Linked DNA regions of Triticum aestivum: region 1 is linked to region 2. Evidence: chromatin contacts called from public Hi-C data. All regions are on one chromosome and are shown on one strand. The core of a region is the stretch at or near the end of the contact, and the rest is flanking DNA. Distances in the headings are between cores, read along the strand shown. Region 1 holds the start of LOC123091444. Region 2 holds the start of LOC123091439.

Evidence for each region. A called contact is a pair of places that touch in the nucleus more often than the background predicts.
Region 1: a Hi-C map of leaf shows a contact between it and region 2, with 6 times the contacts expected there. The contact joins the promoter of LOC123091444 here to the promoter of LOC123091439 in region 2. A contact is called at or near these places in 2 of 5 Hi-C or Micro-C datasets (both in leaf).

What each region holds. Positions count from the first base shown.
Region 1 is chr4B:129,731,507-129,736,588 of IWGSC CS RefSeq v2.1, reverse strand. It overlaps LOC123091444, which reads left to right and starts at 2,913. Exons shown (of 3, transcript XM_044512952.1): 1 at 2,913-3,127; 2 at 4,423-5,082. The coding sequence starts at 4,515.
Region 2 is chr4B:129,328,982-129,333,814 of IWGSC CS RefSeq v2.1, reverse strand. It overlaps LOC123091439, which reads right to left and starts at 2,796. Exons shown (of 14, transcript XM_044512944.1): 1 at 2,587-2,796; 2 at 2,055-2,140; 3 at 253-407; 4 at 109-173. The coding sequence starts at 2,654. It overlaps LOC123091438, which reads left to right and starts at 2,949. Exons shown (of 4, transcript XM_044512943.1): 1 at 2,949-3,387; 2 at 4,231-4,833. The coding sequence starts at 3,018.

The DNA of each region.
Region 1 (5,082 bases), core at 1,664-4,163, 400 kb before region 2:
GTATCTCTGGGCCCTCTCGGTAATGCACATCACTATAAGCCTTGCAAGCAATGTAGCTAATGAGTTAGTTACGGAATGATGCATTACGTAACGAGTAAAGAGACTTGCCGGTAATGAGATTGAACTAGGTATTGGATACAGACGATCGAATCTCGGGCAAGTAACATACCGATGACAAAGGGAACAACGTATGTTGTTATGCGGTTTGACTGATAAAGATCTTTGTAGAATATGTAGGATCCAATATGAGCATCCAGGTTCCGCTATTGGTTATTGACCAAGAATAGTTCTAGGTCATGTCTACATAGTTCTCGAACCCGTAGGGTCCGCACGCTTAAGGTTTCAATGACAGTTATATTATGAGTTTATGAGTTTTGATGTACCGAAGGAGTTCAGAGTCCCGGATGAGATCGGGGACATGACGAGGAGTCTCGAAATGGTCGAGACGTAAAGATCGATATATTGGACGACTATATTCGAAGTTCGGAAAGGTTCCGAGTGATTCGGGTATTTTTCGGAGTACCGGAGAGTTACGGGAATTCTCCGGAGAGTATATGGGCCTTATTGGGCCATACGGGAATAGAGGAGAGAGGCCAAAAGGAAGGAGGCCTGCGCCCCCCCTCTGGTCCGAATTGGACAAGGGGCGCAGCCTCCCTTTCCTTCTTCCTCTCCCCCTCTTTCCCCTTCTCCTACTCCAACAAGGGAGATGGAATCCTACTAGGACTAGGGAGTCCTAGTAGGACTCCACACTTGGCGCGCCCCCTCCTAGGGCCGGCCTCCTTCCCCCTTGCTCCTTTATATACGGGGGCAGGGGGGCACCCCATGACACACAAGTTGATCTACGGATCGTTCCTTAGCCGCGTGCGGTGCCCCCCTCCACCATATTCCACTTCGGTCATATCGTCGCAGAGTTTAGGCGAAGCCCTGCGCCGGTAGAGCATCATCATCGTCACCACGCCGTCGTACTGACGGAACTCATCCCCCGACACTTTGCTGGATCGGAGTCCGGGGATCGTCATCGAGCTGAACGTGTGCTGAGCTCGGAGGTGCCGTACGTTCGGTACTTGGATCGGTCGGATCGTGAAGACGTACGACTACATCAACCGCATTGTCATAACGCTTCCGCTTACGGTCTACGAGGGTACGTGGACAATACTCTCCCCTCTCGTTGCTATGCATCACCATGATCTTGCGTGTGCGTAGGAATTTTTTTTGAAATTACTACGTTCCCCAACACATGGGTCATATGATATCTTCTTTTGATGCACGACCATGGCAACATACCTAACCCCAAAAACAACTCTCACATAGACCACGGGTTAGTACAAAAAGCGTAATGGACAATGCTTACCATACCATGAGATCACTTGATGCCGCTTGGTACATCTTCTATGCTTTGTGTGTTGATCAACTTGAATCACTCTTTGTACTTAGTCTTGATCAATCGTGAATCTTTTCAACTCTCTTCATTAAAATGATGTCTTGAAGGTAAACATGAATGTTTGCACAACCTTCTTCTTCAAGACATGCCTACAATAGGCGCAACTCTCACGTGATCAATCTTTGGATAAATCCTTGAATAGAACCTTGGTCAACACATATTTTTCTTCTAATAACGTTGAAACCAACAAATGGTCTTTGAGAAATGCCTATGGAAAAATCGTATGAATATAACTCAAGGCAACCATTAGTCCATAGAGATTGTCATCAATTACCAAAACCAAACATGGGGGCACCACATGTTCTTTCAGTCATTAAGTTTAACAATCTACTTGTCATGGACGTAATGCCGATGTACTGACCATGCCATGAATAACATCATAACTATGCGCTATTTTATCAATTGCCCAACAGTAATTTGTTCACCCAGTGTATCGGTATGTTCTCGAGAGAGATGCCTCCAGTGAAAACTATTGGCCTCCGGTCCATTTAAATCATATTGTTAAAACCCTAAATACCTTGCTGCAATGTATTTACTTTTATTTTACTTCGCAATTTATATATCTCCTACTATTAGATTTAATCCTCACAATTAACGAGTACAAGGGGATTGACAACCCTCTTGTCCGCGTTGGGTGCAAATATTTGCTCTTGTGTGTGTAGGTAATGCTAAAGGTGGTTTAGGTAAATCTCCTATTGATTTGATAAACCTTGATTCTTTATTGAGAGAAATACTTTGTGCTACTATATTACTTCACCATTCCTTTTCGGAAAAATACCAATGTATTTCGCAAGTAGCATCCTCGTGTTTCCTCCCTCTTGTGCGGGCTATCTCATCGGACATATAGGGAGGAAGTATGGGTCCAGCTTCTAGAAGATCTAAATATGTGATTTTCTCATGCTCGTGGGAAAGACATGCTCTGGTGTGGCATAGTATACTCACTAATTTTGATTTAACGAGCCAGCTTCCAGGATCTTTCGTTCCTGCCACACTAGCGCACCTACCAAACTACACGCAACCTAAATGGACGCTTAGTGACTGACACCCAGGACCCAATGTGTCGTGTCCCACCTGCCATCAACAACCAACCAAATTCCACCGGTACAGAACAACATGCAGCGTTCCGCTTCACGCCAACCAGTAGAGCACACTCGTCGGCTGTTGTCCTTGTGCGCCATCCCTCCTCTCTGGGTTGTCCGACCGAACATAGAGGGAGGGGGTGTGGGGCCAGTTTCTAGAAGCTCTAAATATGTAATTTTCTCGTGCTCTAGGAAAGGATATACTCTCGAGTGGCATACTCATTAATTTTGATTTCACAAGTCAACTTTCAGGAGCTTCCGGAACCTTCCGTTACCGCCACACCAACGCACCGGCCAACTTCACGCAGCCGTATGGACGCTGAGTGGCTGACACCTAGGACCCGCTGTGTCGTGCCCCACCGGTCATCGACGGCCCACCGAATTCCACCTGTACAGAACAACACGGCAGCGTTTTGCTTTGAGCCGGCCAGTAGAGCACACTCCTCCTTTTTTTTAAGTCCCCTCCTGTTCGGCACACACCCACGACGACCAGGAGAAAGGGAGAGAGGGGGGGAGAGCTGGACCCTGGAAGGCTGGAGGTGGGAGAGTGTCTGTCAACCCTCCCTCGAGCCCCGGCGATTCCTCCTGCCGCCGCCAGAACCCAATCGTGAGCTCTTCTCCCACCCTTTTCCTTTTCGCAGCAGGGCAATTATTTCCTGTTTTGTGGGAAGAAAAAAAAATCCCCGGCCATTTCTGTTCTTGTTTGTCAGTCCGATACGCTGTCCGTGGTGCCGCCGTGTAGCTAAAAATCCTGGATGAATTCGGAGCTACGTTTAATCTTCCCCTTTGCCCCCGGGAGGAGTCAGACCTGTGCTGGATCTTGCGGCGCAGGTATGATTTGCGGTGTTCCAGGCGATGCAGTTTTGCCCGGAGATTATGCCCTGCACCGCAATCGTGGGCGCGTGCTCGTCCGTGCGAATTGGATGCTTGGTGTGTTGGGTAAATGGGTACTATTCGGTGGTTATTTGATTGGTAGTGTCGGTCAGTGCTTCTTCTGAGCATCACCAGCAGTTCATGTAAAAAAAAACCTAATATGGTTTTACGGGGTGTCCATATAATCTAGGGAAGGTTGACAGGTGAGCTGCTTTTGCAGTTCCGGTAAAAATCTTCCCCTAAAAATGGTATTTGGCGGTGGCGCAGCGGCGACGGCGGGCTCCGAAGGCGGTGGACAGCGGATCGGGTGGTCGGCAGCGTGACGGCGACGGTTTGCGGCGTGACGGCGATGGTCGGTGTCGTCGTCGGTGGGGTGGCAGCGCGACGGATTGCGGTTGCAGCGTGCTGACGTGGCAGTTTTATGGGAATGTTTAGGGGAAGGGCCATCTCCCCCTAGATGGAGGGGGAGTTGGGCTGATTATACGGGGTCCCTTAAAAAACCGCTTTTACAGGAACTGTTGGAGCACTTTTTTTGGGCCCAACTCCCCCAAAAGCAGAATTTTTTACGGGAAAGGGGAACTGTTGGTGATGCTCAGCGATTACCCGCTTAAGCATTGAGTTCCAATTTGCTGTCAATAAGTGCATAGCTCCCTTACGAAATACCATGACACTTGCTAGCACCAGTGATTAGTTGTTAGTTACTACCGCAGTGACAAATCCCTGCAAATGTTATTGTTCGTTCTGGTTGTACTGTATTTTAAGTGTTCCAGAGCTCATTTTAACTGCTTTTGCGATTATTGCCGTTCCAGCCCGGAGATCGGGGTTGCATTTGCACAATGCTAGTATATTCAATATCACATGATGTGCCAGTCGAGTGTGTTCGAGAGTACCTTATCGTATTTTTATTTAGGTGTTCCTGATGAAATTCAACCTCTATCTATTTTGTTCAGCAACATTGAAAAATATACAGCTGTGCAAATATACATTTCCGGCTGGGACTTTAATAATTTCTCCAAACTTACTATGCAGGGTGATATTGAAGTGAAGACATATGACACCTCCTCTACCTTTTGTATGGTATTGACAAGAGGTACAACCACCTGAGTGATCTTTTTGAGAAAATGGAAGGCAGCAACCTACCTACTGGAAACATGATGCAAGGAATTCCTTATAGTAGTTTGAATGTGCACGGTAACTCCATGCAAATGCATGCTTCAAGCTCAGGAAAACAGCTATTCAACCAATCTCAGATGCTAGGGAGTTTTGCAATGCCTATCAACAGGGCTACAGCACGTGATAACCCTGGATTTCAATTTGGAGAACATGAAAAAAAGGATCACCACCAGCACAGTCATTACTCTAAGGACTCCATCAGTGATGAGGAGCATGATATGACCGAGGATGTTACTGATACCCAGAATGACAAAGGCAAGAAGGGTTCAGCATGGCATCGGATGAAGTGGACAGGTTCCATGGTTAAACTTTTGATTACCGCAGCATCCTACACGGGGGAGGATCCTGGGGCGGATCAAGGCGGAAGGAGGAACATTGCAATAGTGCAGAAGAAGGGCAAATGGAAAGCAATATCAAAGGTCATGGGCGAAAGAGGCTGCAGTGTGTCACCACAGCAGTGCGAGGATAAGTTCAATGATCTCAACAAGAGATATAAAAGGCTTACAGATATCCTTG
Region 2 (4,833 bases), core at 1,547-4,046:
ATGCAGTCAGCCTGTGAAATGTTAGATGCACATGTACTCCACAATGAAAAAAATGTCGAGAGCATGCAAAACAAGATCCAAAGAGATGGAAATAACATACACACTCACCTATTCCCCAATGTTGGAACAAATAGGAGCTCAAACTTCAACATAACTGAAGAAGTTGCTGGACCCTATAATAGACAAAGCTGTCAAATCACACTATATACAAGATATGATTAAATTAAAAAATGAAACTTGATGAAACCCAACCTCATCTTGACTGTTGGGTATGTAGAAAGACACCATAAGTGATAAATAAATATCTTGTCTAGCATATTTAATTCTAAATGGCTGTGTATAGAAGCTGTTGTCAACGTCATCTATTTTCCAAAAGCCACTTGCACGCTTCGCACCAATATCAGTAGCTGCACAATCCACCTAGCACGTCATTATCTATTAGCCAAAAGATTGAAAATTTCAAAGGATACTAGACAAAAAAATGTCCCAGCATGGAAAATCCAGCCTAATATTTTTCTGCACCCTGAATTGATTTTTTTTCTAACAGGCATCGAAATGCTCATTGCAGCACAACAAGCGCGGGAACGACCAAAACTGAACAAATCAAAATTGCCTAAACTAACCAAAGAAAAAAAAGAGGTAAAGTAGTAATGAATTGATTTAATTCAAGATAAAAATAGCAATGAACAGATCATTTTAAGTCAATGCAAAATGGCGAACAGCTGTTGCTTTAACATTACAAACTGGTCTACGTGTTGATCATAGTAAATATAATAATCTCGGCTTGGCGAGGGTCCGGTGACCCGGCGGGGTGGCCGGCGGCGGACGTGGTGGCGGCGCTGCTCCTTGGCGGCGGGGCGGCGTGGTGGTGCTGGGTGGCCGACGTCGCGCCCCCGGCCCAGATCTGGGCCCGGCGGGCCCCATCTGGGTCCTAGTGGGCCGGCCCCTCGGCGTGGCCTCATTGTCTGCGGCACGGTGAGGAGGAGGAGCGGCTCGGATATGGGGCGTCGGCACCGATGGCGTGCCGGCAGCAGCGCGAAGGCGGGAGCTTTACGGGCCCACGAAGGCTCAGCCGGGCCTGGTGTGCTCCTGCTATTGCGTCCGGACGGCTACCGTCGCTGACGGTGGAGGTGGGGCCCTCCCACGTGCCGACGGTGCTGATGCCCTAGTCCCGGCTTTGATTCTTCGCCGCGCTGTCCTCCTCACTTCGCGGTGCCGTGGTGAGACGGCGTGGGGGCCTCATGACCGCATTGGTGCAGGGTGGTGGTTGGTTTGGTGGCTGGATCCGGAGCGCCCGAGGTGCTGGTTGGGATCGGGGGAAACCCCTAACGGCGTGGCCGACACCTCGTCGTCGGTGCCACCTGACCTTCCGGGAGGGCGTCGGGGGCTACCCTTCCTCTCGCCTCGTCGTGTACCGGGGGAAACCCTTGGCAGCAGCGTCGTCATCGTCGCAATCCTTCTTGGAGGTGTTGATAGGTGCCAGCGCTTCAGAGTCTTGGAGCCTAGTGGAAGATCCCGGTGGGCGCAGCGTTCGCGAGGCTTCTTCGTTTTTGTTGATCCGCCGTTGTCGGCATTTGTTTCTTTTGTTCTTTTTCTGTCGTTTCTTTTGGGCGTGACTGTGTTGCTTCCGCCCCAGCACCTATCCTGTATGGTTCGGTTGGTTGCTTTGTATACAAAGCGGGGGGAAACCCTTTTTCGGGAATATAATAATCTGATTACGGTTACCAATACAAGGCAGGATTGAGAACAATCACGCAGAACATACCTTCTCACCCCCCCCCCCCCCCCACACACACACATCCCCTCCACACACACACACACACACACAACAATTGAACATATTTTCTATGATATATGTATCAGGCACAATAAATATTGGAAATGATTCATTTGAACAATCCCAAATCACAATGCCCCACCTAAGTCCTTTAGTTCTTGGCAGATAAATCATCAAGCACGAATTTAGACATTTACTTCCACCCACACAGGATCATGCAAGAAATGTAAAATGAGTACGGAAATTTCTTTTTCCAAGCCATGGGAGATGCAAGAACCTTCGTATTGTGCTACCCTGGCTGGCGACACCGGTGCCCTGCCGTCGTCCTGCTCCCACGCCGCACTAATCTTCATCCGGTACCATCTGCAGGCAGACACAAGCAAATTTCAAAAGAAATAATCAAATTTCACAGCGTCCGCGTGTTGGGAAAAAGGGGCGGAAGTTTGCACCGGATGGTTCTCCGAGAGGAATGGACAGAAGAACAAAATTAGAATGTGAAATTACCAAACAGGGTGCCGGCAAAATACAAAAAAAAAATCGTACCAGATTACAATCAGGGAACCAGCAGTGAAATTCCGCATAGAAATCTTCTTTAATGGATGATGGGCATGCTATATGTATTCTCGAAAAAAAATACGCATATAAATGGTCACAGGAATGAAACATTCATCTGAAGGAAAATCGCATGCCAATCGTATCTCTATCTACCCGACAAAGGCTCAGGAAAATCCACATGGCGCCATTCAAGAATCAAGAAAAGAAGGAGCGCCAATGGAAAGAGGGAAGATGCACACGGCCCTTCTCGTTACCCTTGGTGGTACAAGTCGAGATTGTGGAAGCGGTCAATGTAGATGGCCACCTCGTGCGCCGTCTCCATCGCGCCCCGCGGCGGCCGGAGAAGGATCGGCCGGCGGCTGGCGGCGTCGCGCGCACACCCGCTTCCACTACCAACGCCGGCGAAATCGCCTTTGCCGCTCCCCGCAGACCGCGCCGTGTGTGTGGGGGCCAACCCTTACGCTCTCGGCTCTCCTTCCTTCCTGAGCTTTTATCCCAATTGGGCCGCTACCTCCTCGTTCAGGAGGCCACTTTGAGCCCATCTTTCGGCTCAACACCAGAGAGCCCAGCCCAGCCCACGAACCATTCGGCTTCGTCCTTCTTAAGCCCTGGAGAAACCCCGCCGCCAGCACTAGCCAGCCACCGCCTCCAGCTGCCCGTGGCGCCGCCGCGGCGAGCAACGGCGATGATCACAGCCATGTACAAAGCGCTTCCGCGCCGCGGATACCCCATCCTCGTCCTCCGCCTCCGGGGGCTTCGTGGGCTCAGCTCGCACGCGGGCGGCGGCGAGCGGTGGAGGGGTCAGCCCCAGCAGCAGCAGCAGCAGCAGGAAAGCAAGGAGGTCAAGGTGTCGGTGTGGTGGGACTTCCAAAAGTGCCAGCTTCCGCCCGACGCCAACCCCTGCCGCGTGGCCCCGCGCGTCACGGCCGCGCTGCGCGCCGCCGGCATCCGGGGCCCCGTCGAGATCACCGCCTTCGGCGATGTTTTCGTGCTCCCCCGCCCCGTCCAGGAGGTCCTCGCGGCCACCGGCGTCGCGTTCTCGCACGTCCCCGCCAGTTGCGTCCTCCACCTCCGCCAGCCACCATTTCCTTACTCGCCTACTGTCCTTGTTTAGGTTTTCTATCACACGAATGGGAATGTTATTACCTTATGCCTCAGAATGCATTGCAGAAATGTTCGTGTGTTTTTATGCTGTTGGTCGCCTAGGTTGGATGTAGTTGGGCACAGTGGGGTGTTATTGGATTTGGGTATTTGCAACAAGCTGCATTAATTGGTGCATGAATGCTGAAAAATGAAAGCAGATTCTAGATGATACTACATTTTTTATTTACTGTATATTGATATTTGTGCTAAATGCACCTTGATCATATGCAATATATCATTGTGAGGTATACTATTTTGTCAATGTTTAATAGGAACCGTTACATTTTCTTGTCTTCTTCTTCTTCATAAAAATGTAGAGGTTGCCCATTGGGGTCATCTCAGTTAACCTTTTTTATTAAGTTTTAGAAAAGTTGGGGTCACTAAAACATGAAATGGCCTTTGCAATAATTCATATGTCTGTGTCATGTAAACAAAAACAGCTGTTTGAACAGTCGATTTGTGGTCTTTGGAGAAACTTTACCCAACACTACTGGTAAATAAGTAGATGGACAGTGTAGGGAAGTCTGCTCGCTTGTCTGCTGTTATGGTGTTATAAGGCTATTTTGGTGAGTGCATATTACTGAATTTCAAGTCTCCGCTAGTCTGGGAGTATTTCTAGTCTTCAACTCTTCTTTTGTCGCTTCAAGTTAAATGGGACTCAGTTCTGTTTTTTTTTCTTAATGTTGCATGTAGTATTTACTTATCTTGCGCTAACTGTTTGATCTTATGGTACTAATAATACTGACCTTGTATAGGTGGAAAGGATGGTTCTGACAGATCATTCATTGCTGATCTTGTCTATTGGATTGCTCAGAACCCTCCACCAGCCCATTTCTTCCTTATATCTGGGGATGAACACTTTGCGAATATTCTGCATCGCCTTCGGATGAGCAATTACAACATACTGCTAGCCTGTCCTAACAATGAGCCCAGCATTCTGTGCAGTGCAGCAACAATTATGTGGCCGTGGGAAGCTTTGATTAAAGGGGAGGGGTTTACTCGAAAACATTTTAACCAGCCACCTGATGGTTTGTCCTGTTCTTGGTATGGTAATTACAGGGGAGCTCTTGATGACCCCTTCCAGAAAGCAGAACCAAAGCACTCCGTAAATGTATCATTGCAAACCAAGAAGCCAGAGAAGCCACCTATAACCTCCAAATCTGTGGTCAACGGGCCTGATTATGCCAGGTTTATAGATCCTCTACCAGGTGATAGTCAACCTGCTCTAGTTGGTGAAAAAAGCTTTACGAGAATGAGTTATCAGCAAAGTATTGGGGACAGAAAATGCCTCACTGAGACTAAGAATGAGAAGCCACGATCATCCAATGTCCCATCTTCTCCATCAGATATATTATCTT